Linked DNA regions of Mus musculus: regions 1 and 3 are each linked to region 2. Evidence: chromatin contacts called from public Micro-C and promoter capture Hi-C data. All regions are on one chromosome and are shown on one strand. Each heading gives the region's core, a stretch centred on a gene start, on an enhancer-like site or on the middle of the called end of the contact. The rest is flanking DNA. Distances are from core to core; before and after follow the strand shown. Region 1 has its middle 12 kb from the start of Gm35388. Region 2 has its middle 32 kb from the start of Gm41208. Region 3 holds the start of Cysltr2 (cysteinyl leukotriene receptor 2).

What was found. Promoter capture Hi-C pulls out the DNA fragments that hold promoters and counts their contacts. A called contact is a pair of places that touch in the nucleus more often than the background predicts.
Region 1: a contact with region 2 is called in a Micro-C map of trophoblast stem cells, with 5 times the contacts expected there. The contact joins two enhancer-like sites. A contact is called at or near these places in 24 of 484 Hi-C or Micro-C datasets (B cells, CD4 T cells, CD8 T cells and 18 more) and 2 of 115 datasets of contacts at active chromatin or transcription factors (CD8 T cells and liver).
Region 3: a contact with region 2 is called in a promoter capture Hi-C map of macrophages, with 6 read pairs. The contact joins the promoter of Cysltr2 here to the enhancer-like site in region 2. A contact is called at or near these places in 1 of 39 promoter capture datasets (macrophages), 3 of 484 Hi-C or Micro-C datasets (differentiating embryonic stem cells and embryonic stem cells) and 4 of 115 datasets of contacts at active chromatin or transcription factors (CD8 T cells, double positive thymocytes, effector CD8 T cells and 1 more).

Annotation. Positions count from the first base shown.
Region 1 is chr14:73,088,600-73,092,876 of GRCm38.p6, forward strand. No RefSeq gene overlaps it. Among named protein-coding and RNA genes, the nearest start is that of Gm35388, 12 kb to the right of the region's middle. Within about 2 kb of position 2,747, at least 3 of the 459 cell types and tissues checked have an H3K27ac peak or open chromatin away from gene starts, as enhancers often do. A contact at or near this core is called in trophoblast stem cells, where this site is marked.
Region 2 is chr14:72,980,809-72,984,858 of GRCm38.p6, forward strand. No RefSeq gene overlaps it. Among named protein-coding and RNA genes, the nearest start is that of Gm41208, 32 kb to the right of the region's middle. Within about 2 kb of position 2,288, at least 152 of the 459 cell types and tissues checked have an H3K27ac peak or open chromatin away from gene starts, as enhancers often do. A contact at or near this core is called in macrophages, memory CD8 T cells and trophoblast stem cells, where this site is marked.
Region 3 is chr14:73,047,037-73,051,290 of GRCm38.p6, forward strand. It overlaps Cysltr2 (cysteinyl leukotriene receptor 2), which reads right to left and starts at 2,078. Exons shown (of 5, transcript NM_001162412.1): 1 at 2,000-2,078; 2 at 1,488-1,592.

The sequences.
Region 1 (4,277 bases), core at 1,497-3,996, 110 kb after region 2:
ACTTTCACTCATTCATTTAACAAATATTTACCGAATGTCTTCCATGCATTACAAGGACTGGAAGTTTCTGGGAGCTCCTGAAAGAGTCCCTCCTTGCATCTCTCCTAGTCACTAGCCAGCAATCCCCAGTGTCCTGTGTTCCAATCTCAACCTTGCTGTATAGCACAGCCTTCTATTAGCTTATTAAGATACTACTCATTGAGTTTATAGCAAAAAAAAAAAAAGAAAGAAAGAAAGAAAGAAAGAAAGAAAGAAAAAAAACTCTAAGCTAGTCACATCTGTGTTGATTGTTTTTTGTCAACATAGCTAGTGTCATTTGGGAAGAAGAACCTCAATTTTAAAACTCCCTCCATAAGATTGGCCTGTGAGCATGTCCATGGGTTATTTCTTTTCTTGATTAATGATGGATGTCAGTGGTGCTGTCCCTGGGCTGGTGGTCCTGGGTTCTATAAGAAAGCAGGCTGTGCAAGCTATGTAGAGCAAGCCAGTAGGCAGCACCCCTCTGTGGTCTGTGTTTCAGTTCCTGCCTCCAGGCTCCTGCCCTCGGAGATGGAGTATGGCTTAGTTTGTAAAATGAAACAATTCCTTTCCACGCCTAAGCTGATTTTGTTCAGTGTTTTACCACATCAAGAGAAAACGAATGAGGACAACCGTCTGACCCCACAACCTCCTTACATCTCCAAAGACCCTATTTACCTAATAAGGTCATATTCTTAGGATAAGGACTCGGGCATGTCATGGGGCCATACAACCCACTGTAGCCACTAAGAAGGTGGGAAACCCAGAACTCAGACTCCGCTCTGAGTGCAACATTCTAAGTACACATAGCCTCCCCTGGTTCTCCCAGGAGAGTAGGACAAGCCACTCTGGAGTGTCACTGGCCTGGGGACAAGTGCTTCTTCCCATGTCATCTTTCCCTGAGAGAAAAGTCTGGTTTCCCTTAATTGACCTAGATTCAAATGGAATGTAAAAGTCTCTCTCATAGATGCCCCATTATAACCTTCCTAGGAAAGTATGTGGGTGGCTGTCCTAATGCACTGTTACTCTAAGTTGAAGCAGTCCTGAGAATTGTCACACCCTGCATCAGAGCTTCCAGGAACACATTGCATTTATAAGGATAGAAGGATAGTGTTTAGGAGTTGTATGCTGCACCCACCCATAATGTCAAAATCCTCTTTAACTGTGAGAATGTTACGGAGTGCTATACAGTAGGAAGTAACTCAGTAAGTCTGGGTTGTCAAGCCCTGGACAGCTCAGAAAAAAAATGTATGGCCCTTTTCTGCTCCTGGGAGCTAACAATACAATTTTGGTATACTGTGCCTGAAAAGTGTCTGTTTCCCCGGGAGCCTAGGGCCCACAGATACTTGATGCTAAGACTGGGATTGATTCTTAGAGCCTTGGACCATGAGGTTAACCATGGTGTCTGCAGGGGCTGAGTAAGGGCAATCATATTAGCAGTGTGCCATGTCCGAACACTCCCTACCTTAAAAACAAGATCTGTGTGCTAGAGAAATGGTTCAGTGGTTACAAGCACTTACTGCTCATACAGAGGACCCAAGTTCAGTTCCCAGCACCCACATTAGTCAGCACACAACCACTTGTAACTCCAGCTCCATGAGATGTGATGTCCTCTTATGGCTTCCAGGGGTGCTGTACTCATGTGCACATACTCACACATAGACACACAATTAAAAATAAAATATCGTTTTAAAGAAAATCTGGAGACCATGGCTCAGGTGAACTTCCCTCTTGGCAATACTTTCCATGTCGTTTACACATTGTTGTGGGGAGAATTAAGCCTCACCCACATTTCTTCGCTAAAGAAAGAATTGGAAGGTAGTGGCCCTTCCCTCTTTTCTGCTGCTGATATTAATCGGTATTTTTTTTTCTGCTCTAACAAACCATAACCACTGCTATGCAGGTAACCAGCTGCATTCTGATGGGACCTGAGACCTAATCCCCAGGAGACAATTTGCATCTAGTTCTGTAAACCTGGTCAAAACTCCATGGCTTGGGAGGTCATAGAACCCAGGAAAGAATCTATTCAGGCTGTTACACTAAATGGTCATGTTGTTAAAACACCTTCTAAGCATGTAAATGTATGTATACCCACTGATTGCTGCTGTCAACCTTGGTCAGAAAAGCATCTTTCCATGGTGATGCACTTAATTCAGTGGTGGTTTGAATGAAAAAGACCCTCATAGACTCATAGAGGTGTGGCCTTGCTGGTGTGAATGTATCACAGGAGATGAGTTTTGAGGTTTCAGAAACTCAAGCCAGGCCTAGTGTCACTCTCTCTCCCTGCTGCCTGTGGATCCTGATGTAGAACTCTCAACTCCCTCTCCAGCACCATGTCTGCCTGCATGCTGTCATGTTTCCCACCATGATAACAGACTAAACCTCTGAAAGTGTAAGCCAGCCCCAATAAAATGTTTGCCTTTATTAGAGTTGCCGTGGTCATGGTGACGCTTGACAGCAATGAAACCCAAACCAAGATAGCTATAATCCTAGAGGACACAGCAGTCCAGAGAGCCTATCTCAGGAAGTTACACTCAGGAAAAAGGCTCCTCACCCACTGCACAGCCTTTGGGAAAGTGGAACTTCAAGGTAGCAGTGAATAGAGAGATAAATGCTGTTTGTGAAGAGGAAGTTTTTCTTTTGCACTCAGATTCCAAGAATGTAATTCTAGCCTCAGGAAGGGGAGTGGAAAGCTCCATAGGACACTGATGCAGGTTCCTTTCTGCCTGGGGTCCTTCTGACGCGTGAGTCCATGACGAATCTTAGGAAATGAAAGATCTTAGCTACCATAGAGCACATGGACAGAGATTGTTCCTTGAAGCCATGAGATTTATTTAGTACTATAGACAGACAGACAGACAGACAGACAAGCAGGCAGGCAGGCAGGCAGGCAACAGCATGGTGACAGTTCTGAGGAGAGGAATCAGGACCCACACAGCAGTAGGAGGAGTCTCTTCTTATACCTTTCTGGAAATAGGGAAGGTTTCACAGTGCAAGCCTGAAGCCAGACTCTCTGACTCCCAGGCAGAAGGCAGGATGTGTGGCCACCCATACCTACTCTGACATAAACTCACTTTCCAGTAAGAGGTCCTGGCACCTGGAAGTTATTACCTAGGGACTCAACATATCTCAATAGGCCCATGTTGGTATCTATGAAAGGTATTGTGTCCTGAGCAGCAGCTAGAGCCTAACATCACATTTTCACAGAAATTTCAGGCTCTAAAGGCTGTGCTTGGTTTATCCTAATTTATCTATCATTTCTTGTGTTTGGCACTACTGACCAAAGCAGGCACTCCTCAACAGGCCCCCGGAACAGTGGCTTCCTGTGCTGCTGGGAACAATGAGAAAGGTCCCACGCATGCACCCATTTCCCAAACTCCCTTACATGCCTCCTACCCTTCCCCGTCTCTGCCAACTGCAGGCTCTTCCTCCTCACAGCCACACCCACAAGAGCCCTACCACACACACACACCCTGTTCCAGAAATCCTGAAGCAAAGAACCAGCCACTCACCAGCAGACTAAGGGGGGGAAGCTGCCATGTTTTTCTCACAGACACAGAAGCCTGTATTGAAGTCTGAAGAAGTATTCGAACCCAGCCTTACCCTGCATTTAGCAAGCTGAGGCAGAAGGATCACAAGTTCAAAGCCAGCCAGAACATACATAGGAAGACCATGTTTAAAACAAATTAAGAAATAAATATATAAGCCGGGCAGTGGGGGCATATGCCTTTAATCCCAGCACTTGGGAGGCAGAGGCAGGCAGATTTCTGAGTTTGAGGCCAGCCTGGTCTACAGAGTGAGTTCCAGGACAGCCAACGCTACACAGAGAAACCCTGTCTGACATGGCTAAGGAAAATTAATTCAGTATTTTGCAGGGTTTAGTCAGGTCGTTTGAGTCTGGAGACCCAGTCTTCACACTACATCCAGCTAATTGCAATGACCTCAAGCTAACCAAATTCATGGGGGACCAGAGTACAGTTAATTAATCTACAATATGCCAAGAGGACTGGGTATCTGAATTTGCTCATTAATCATTTCCCTCTCTGGAATAATCTAATCGGAAAGCCACCTGAGTTAGTTGTGTATCTCTAGAGAGCCAGTCTAATCCTTGTGCCTGTCACACTGGCCTCTACCATGGTGGATTATCACTTGGAAGACAGGCTCCATGGTTTCGTTTCTTTCACTGTTGTATCCTTGGCAGGTTAAAAGAGTTTGGTGAAGGGATGTCTGTGTGAAACATTGGTGCACACATGTGTTCA
Region 2 (4,050 bases), core at 1,038-3,537:
ATAGGAGTTACACAGCATTTTAGCCAACTTGAAGACAGAAATCACATGATCATCTCAACAGATGGAGAGAGCTGTCTTTGCTGAAATCCAACATCCTGTCATGATGCAAGCTTTGAGGAAACTGCAGAGAAAACAATAGACAGTAACCAAATGTCACTGACCACAGAGAATAGAAGAGCTGTTTTGTGCCAGTTCTGTAGAGCAAGCCCGTCTTGTGTTGGCCTCTCCTGTGATGGTATGATTGGTGCACACACAACAGCTGGCTTTGTATATGAGTTCTCAGGGCCTGAACTCAAGTTCCCAGGCTTCGTGGCAGGCACGTTCCCCACTGCAGCCCACATCAATATTCTGAATTCCCAACAGTCATATCACTGAGTGGATAAAATTTACCTAATCATAAAGATAGGAGGATTCATTTCTATGTTAGAATAGTTAAGTGAAATGTTGTATCTATTTATGATTCCATATCTAAGTAGCCAATATTTTAAAGCCTTGGGGGTGGCAGAAATCAACACTGAAACAGGAGTTAGAGACTTCTGGCAATTAGTAACAATAAAATAGAAAGGGAGAGAGGGGGCGAGGGAGAGAGAGAGGGGGACAGGGAGAGAGGGGGGAGGGAGAGAGAGGGGGGAGGGAGAGAGAGGGGGAGAGGGAGAGAGAGAGAGGTGGACTGTAGCTCTCCCACTCCCCACAGGAATCCTCAACCACAACTCTAATCTAGGACAATACACCAAAAGGTTAACATGTGATAAAGCTGGGTGACAGAGAGCTGGCGTTTACCGTGCTATTTTATTCCCTCTGGCTTCCTAGAAGCAGAAAAATCTATCGACAATATTCATTTGAGACCTCTAGAGACACAGGAATGAAAATGTGCATTTTGCTTTGCCTTTGTAGGAAGCATGAGATGGGGGACAGAGGAGGGCACGGGGAGGGATCTCGGCAGAGGGCAAATGCTGGTTGCAATGAGACGAGCTTGCTGCAGGACTTTGTACCTGTAGAGGACTCTAAGCCATTGTTCTGAGCGTGGTGTTGACACTATAACACTGTATCCGTGTGGGTTTGGAAATGAGTGCATCCATGTTTGTGAAGGTTTGGAAGAGCTAGGGCAAGCTGGAGTCATGACATCACAGGAAAACAAATGGCCTGGAAGTTTATTGTGGCCAATGCAAACCTGTGTGGGCTGTCACCCTCTTAGGGGAAATTCTAGCTATTGCTTAGCACTGGAGGAAATACTGCAATGGTACCTGTGTGTGTGGTAGTGGTGGTCTGTGTGGGAGGGAGTCCTCTCTTCATGTCACCTTTATATACACAGGGACTTCCAGGTGAGCAGCCACAGGCCCCTGAGCAAGCTGAGAAGGTAATATCCCACACTGTTCTTTGAACAGCTTCAGCAACGGTAAGTGTATCCCAGACTTTTATCCTGTCTCAGAGCTCATGGGTCAGCTCCCAAGGGTTGTGACCTGAAGCCAGTACTTCAAGAGCCTGCTCCTGCTTTAAATACAAATTACATGGCTTGGAGTTCCCCTCCATCTTCCCTGAAAGCAAACAGAATGAAAAGATATCTAATCTAAGAATCTTTTCATTCATGAGCACCCTTTTGCACCTAGCACTGGGCAGAAATGAGGAGCCAGGGACAAAATAAGGGGTTGGAGGGTCAGCTTGGATCTTTGGGGAATGTCAGGTCAACAAACAGGTGAAGTGTCAGAAGAAAAGTACTTGGTGGTGATTCTTACAGCATCCTCTGGGTCTGAAGAGACCGTGTAGACCTCTGCCAGTATGTTTGGCACAGAAGCCAAAGTCTAGGTTGAATTGAAAGGGCAAATGTGTCATGGTGACTAGTGGCCAAGGGGGCACACACAAATCCTTGGAGTACAAGAAATTACAATGGCCCTCTTATTTTGAGGAGGCACCCTCAAGATAATAAAAGGGCACTGTTATTTATCCTCTGGTGCCCCCATCTTCTGTGCAACCTCGGCACTGGTAGCCTTCAGGCCAGCCCATAATGCTGCCCCACTGCAGCTTAATTAGAGCATCAAAACGTACAGGAGGAGATGAAGCAAAGAAGGCTGGGACACGTGCACAAATCCTGCTGACCACCTTGGATTTCTTCCTGTTACCATAGCTCTGGTAGACTGCAGAGATTTGAATCTTGGATATGGAATCGAACTCCAGCTTTAGGCAAGTTAATCTCTGAAAGCCTCCAATTCCCTGGTTGTCAAATGGGGATATGAATCACCGCTGCCAGGCAGTGGAGTTGGCAGGGTGAGAGAGACAGCGTGGAAGGCAGACAGGGTTCTGCAGAGTCAGTGCTTAAGGAAATGTTACCGCTGTTGTTCAGCTCTCCTGCGGTGCTATGCCCTCTGTCCTCTGCATATCATCAATAGTCACACTGCACTGACAGTCTCTTTCCCTAGTCGGTGTTATGAACAGAGAAAGTGTGATGAGTGCTATTTGCTTAGTTCTCCCTAGAAATTCTAACACCAGGTTATTGTTCCTTCCTACCCGCCCACCCATTACTAATTGCGAAACCCATCATGGTCACCGTAGGCTTTTGTGCACGGGAGAATCGTGACTATACGAGTCTTCTTTATCTAGGGACGTGATTTATCATAAAGACTTAAGTAGTTTATAAGCTTTTGTGTCTTCATTTGTCAGCAGCCCTAATTCTCTTATTTCCGTGGAAATTGCTCTCAGGCTTCCAGATCTGTCTTTCTGCTCTGGCCCCAGGGATGTTATATTTCACTGGCCGTTGAAATCAGTGCCTGTCATTTTCCAGGCTGACGCTGCTCACTGGGTGAGTCAGTTGTTTGGGTATGAACAGCAAAGCCTCGGATGCAGCTGCCAAAAGGGTGTGTTTGCCTTCACTTCCGGGGACTCTCTCTCAGCTGCCACCTAGTGGTGAGTTTTATGCCGGTAAAACATGGCTCGGGAGAAGCCATTCATAAACATTCCTGGTAATGAGACCCTCTGACGCTGGGAGTCATGCCAATGTCAGCGCGATAAATATTTATTCATCTTTGTAAATGACTCCACATGATTCGGAGATACTGGTGGCTGCTTTGGAAAGAAATTCCATGTTATCGTTCTCAAATAAGAATTGTAGAATTTTTCCAAATGTAGTAATAGTTCTTTTCTTCAAAATGTACCCCAGCAGAGAAAGAATTAGGCTGACACCAAGGGGGTGAGAGTATTGTTAATATTAGCTCAGCCTTTAGAATGTGCCAAACTCTAGTCTAAATAATTACACTATCCCATTTACTGCATTTCAGTCCTGACGTATCTGCAATAATATCAAAGTAATTATCTTTCTAGGCTGCTATCGTTGCTGTGGTTGTTATTCTGCAAGTGAGATAATTAAGGTTTAGAAGAGTCTAAAGTCATTTAACTGACAAGGGACAGGACTGGAATTCTAACCAAGCTACCTGACATCGGCATGTTCTTGACTCTTCCCATCATAATGGATGCTCTTTGCGTCTGTGTTCCTTCGTGATTCCAGCATCGGCTCATCTTCCAAACATCTATGAAGTCCCAGGATTGGCCCCATTGGTCCGATGTGATCTCTGCTGGCTGCCTTCCTTTTATGAAGGACTTATATACTCGAGGAGAGGACAAAGAAAAGCAAAACAAGAAGTTTTTGTGTGCGTTGATGCTACACTGAGATGAGCTCCTAGAGCTAAGAGTCATGTGGAGCAAACAGGTTTGATCCCCTGGAGAGGGGACCAATTATTCCTATGAGATAAATGGAAATTAGGAAGGCCCAAGAAAGAAAGGGGCTCTGTCAAGACCCTCCATGAAGAATAAGCAGCCCATAAGACATCCCAGGACCCAGAAGGTCATTCTGGGACACAAGTCACATGACTAACTAGCTTCAAGCCAAGACCAAGATGATGGTCTGTTTGGACACTGACTTTGTCTCAATTCCTAGAAGGATGATGGCTATCAACCCATTTTAAAGAGCACTGTTTTACAGGGGAGACTCCTGTAGAAGAGGTGAGGAAAAAATAAATTAATTAATTAATTAATTAATTTAATTAATTAATTAAAAAAGAA
Region 3 (4,254 bases), core at 828-3,327, 66 kb after region 2:
TTATCTGGAGAATAAACAGAAGGTGCAGTCCATTCTACCCAGTTCTGTTAATTTACTTTTTGTTTTTGTTTTAGGTTTTATACGTACTTAAGGTGAGGAAAAAGATAACAAGCTGAGTCGTGTGTAAATGACAACTTTTACCAACCTGACAGGTCTGCACATATACTCCTTCTTCTCTTTCCTCAAATACAGATAACTATTTTTAATAAAAGAGGGTGCATGTTACATTGCTTTTCTGTATCCTGCTTTTACTAGCCACTGAGACATAGTCATCTTTTATTTTCCAAGTGATATACTATTAATGCCATCATTTAACTAATAACATGCAGATAAAAGAAAATTCATTTCATCAATTCCTTAAAATAGTTATTATTTGGGTTATAAGAATGTAGCCAGATCCTCTGGGCTTGCCAATTTGCTTCTACCTAGGGAAATACCCTGTGACCCCAGGGCTTTGTTTTTGCCATCTACAAAATGAGAAATATATTATATATACATGTCTCTATATACAAATATACTACAAAAATTCTTATTTGTATCAAAGATGCTAAAGAGGTACTATTCTCCATGGAATGAAAACAAGAAGAAATTCATCTGGCATGCTGTTGATCAAATTAAGTTCAAGTATGTTCCTGTAGGAAGCTCAGGAAAGACTGATTCAGCCTGGGTTAATTAGTTACCCTTTATCTGTCTATCCTTTCTTAGGGGAGAAAGCAGAACACAGCTCTTATATAAATTCAGTCCATATTTTCCTTAGAGGGATAAGGATCCAGTGAAAACAATTTCTCTTGAAAAGCAGGGTGAGACATTAGATCCAGTCTTAGCCATCTTCTATACCTGTGGTATGTTTGTAACTTGGCACACATCTCTTGAATGACCTTACAAGGTTGTGAAACCAAAGAAATATGACAGCCTTGACAGGTACTAGCACACAGTGAGCTTAATGGTAACATATTTAGAACCTTCTAGAGTCTCTGCTTCTCTAGTTCCTACCTTCCCAAGCCATGGAAACAAATCTACTTACTTCAAGCATTAGTGAACTGAAGCTTCCGAGTATGGTCGCATCTCAAGGGTTGAAGTGGTTAAGGTAGATGACAAAGACTTCTAAAATTCTTATATGCCCCATAAATTAGCTCTATAAGCTATTTACAGAGTTAAAAAAAAAGACTTGCCTTTGATTGCATCTTCTTATTTCTTCATTCATATTACTCTCAGGTACATGTAAAAGACTAGAAAGTATTCAAACAGCTTATTTAACTTTTTTAACTGACTATTCATTAACATCACCTGGGAATTAATAGTAGACAAAAACACATTAAAGACTGGCCAATACCAGAAAATCCGTTTTTGAGGGGTTGTTTTCTAATCTCCTAAGATGAAGTGTTTCTGACTGAGGTGCAGCCCAAGCTAAAAATCGCCAATGGATGTTCCCAAATGAATGGGTTCCAAGCACACAGCCCTCCACACATGTGAATTCCCCAGTGTACCTCTGAACCAAATCACTGAAGTATGCCTTCTCAGATGGACTCTTCTCTCTTCCAAAAGCAAAGCTTCGGAGTAGAAAAAGGTCTTACAGAATAAAATGACCGAATCTATGCAAAATAGGAAAGAATCTAAATGGTAAAATCTATATGCTAAAAGAAGTGCCTCATATAGCAATTTACAATTACAATTTTATAGAATTCGTGGTAGTGTGGATAAAGTGCACGCTTTAAAGGAAAAAAATAATATCTGCTCTTATTTTATATATACAACTATGAGAGAAAGCTAAAAATTATATGCACCTCAAAAAGGAAGGAAATACCCCAACTGACAATCAAGCCTTGTGGTGGTATTTTCTACAGTCTACAATATTTTTGTACTTTTTCCAGTTTACCACATAAGATGGTAGAACAAACACTGATAGTTGAACAAATTAAGCTTACTTTCCACATGCCATTCCTGTACTCATCCTCAAAGCACAGTTCTCAGTAACAAATGAACACAAAGGGAAACCTACCTGTGCCTCTGCCTTCGGTCGCCCTGGCGTCTGCTCTGACTCCAGGCTTCTCGCCCCATAGAATGCAGCTTGTTTATTTAAAACAAAAGTGAAACAAACACTGTTTTATGAACAGTGTCAGCCAATAGCAAGGCGAGAAGTCACTTGGGTCAGCAGGACCTCAGCTTTGTGGCACTGTCATGGGTGTGGGTGCTTGAGTTCTTTCTTCAGAAGTCAGAGAATTTCCAGTTTGTGACTGTCAACCTCTTTCAAGTCACCCTAGAATTGCCCTGCCGCTAATGATTGGTTTTTGCTGGGGTTTTTCTTTTCTTTCTTTTCTTTCTTTCCTTCCCCCCCCCCCCCTTTCCATCGGGATCTTTTGCAGGATGTGATGGGCAGGGAGCTGGGGGGAGGGGGAGGTTAAGTGGCTGTTATTTCTCCAAAAGGGCTTCTGTTCCCATGCCCAACCCATCAGTGCAGCGCTCTGTAGCCTGCTTTAGAGCACTCTCACCACTCTCTGATGCTCTCACATTCTCACTTACTCCACTGAAAAGTCTCTGCAAAGGTCACCGATGGTCTCAAGGTTCATGTAATGTGTTCTTTCTCCGTTTTCCTCTTCCTTTCTCTCTTGTTTGAATAGCTAATTGTGGAGACTTGTTCTCAATCTGCCTCGCTCTTTTTTCCAACTTTCAGAATGGTTCGTTCTCCTTTGCCTCCTGAGACTGAGTGACAAATCTCTCCCACGGGTTCAGGTGCTTGAACGCTGGGTCTCCAGTCAGTGGTGTTATTCAGGGAGGTGGTGCAGCCTCACAGGAGGGGATGTGGCACCACCGGAAGTGGCCTGTGAGCATTTATCCCCTCAGTCCAGTTCTCATACTGCTCTCTCTGGTTCACATTTGCAGATACAGATGTGATCTCTCAGCTTCCTTCCCTGGGCACTCACCACCATGCCTCCCAGGTCATATGGACTGTCTGAAATTTAAATCCCAATAAATTCTTTCCTTGTGTTGCCATTGTTCCTGATATTTTACTATAGCAACAGACTAATACCTATTACACCCCCTTTTCAGATTGCTCATTTCCTATTAATTTTTCCAGGTGCAAGTTTTTCCTAAAGATTTCTGCCGTCTTTGTTTCTTCTTCTCTTGCCTATGTATAACTTATCCTCAGCGAAATCCATTTTAAAATCTATACTGCATCAAAATGACCCCAAATACTCAATATGATTTTGAAACAGAACAATTAACCTAAAATTCTCAAACTTCATAATTGCAAAACAACACACTACTTAGCAATTATAACAGTCTAGTTGTTTGGGTTTCTTTTTTTCCAATCAATGGCCTTTCTCTACAAAAAGGATAAACAGGCTGAGAAAGAAATTAGGGAAACAACACCCTTCACAATAGTCACAAATAACATAAAATACCTTGGTGTGACTCTAACTAAGGAAGTGAAAGATCTGTATGATAAGAACTTCAAGTCTCTGAAGAAGGAAATTAAAGATCTCAGAAGATGGAAAGATCTCCAATGCTCATGGATTGGCAAGATCAATATAGTAAAGATGGCTATCTTGCCAAAAGCAATCTACAGATTCAATGCAATCCCTATCAAAATTCCAACTCAATTCTTCAACGAATTAGAAAGGGCAATCAGCAGATTCATCTGGAATAACAAAAAACCTAGGATAGCAAAAACTCTTCTCAATGATAAAAGAACCACTGGTGGAATCACCATGCCTGACCTAAAGCTTTACTACAGAGCAATTGTGATAAAAACTGCATGGTACTGGTATAGCGATAGACAAGTAGACCAATGGAATAGAATTGAAGACCCAGAGATGAACCCACACACCTATGGTCACTTGATCTTTGACAAGGGAGCTAAAATCATCCAGTGGAAAAAAGACAGCATTTTCAACAAATGTTGCTGGCACAACTGGCAGTTATCATGTAGAAGAATACAAATAGATCTATTCTTATCGCCTTGTCAAGTCCAAGTGGATTAAGGAACCCCACATAAAACCAGAGACACTGAAACTTATAGAGGAGAAAGTGGGGAAAAGCCTCGAAGATATGGGCACAGGGGAAAAATTCCTAAACAGAACAGCAATGATTTGTGCTGTAAGATCAATAATTGACAAATGGGACCTCATAAAATTGCAAAGATTCTGTAAGGCAAAAGGCACTGTCAATAAGACAAAAGGGCCACCAACAGATTGGGAAAGGATCTTTACCAATCCTAAATCACATAGAGGACTAATATTCAATATATATAAA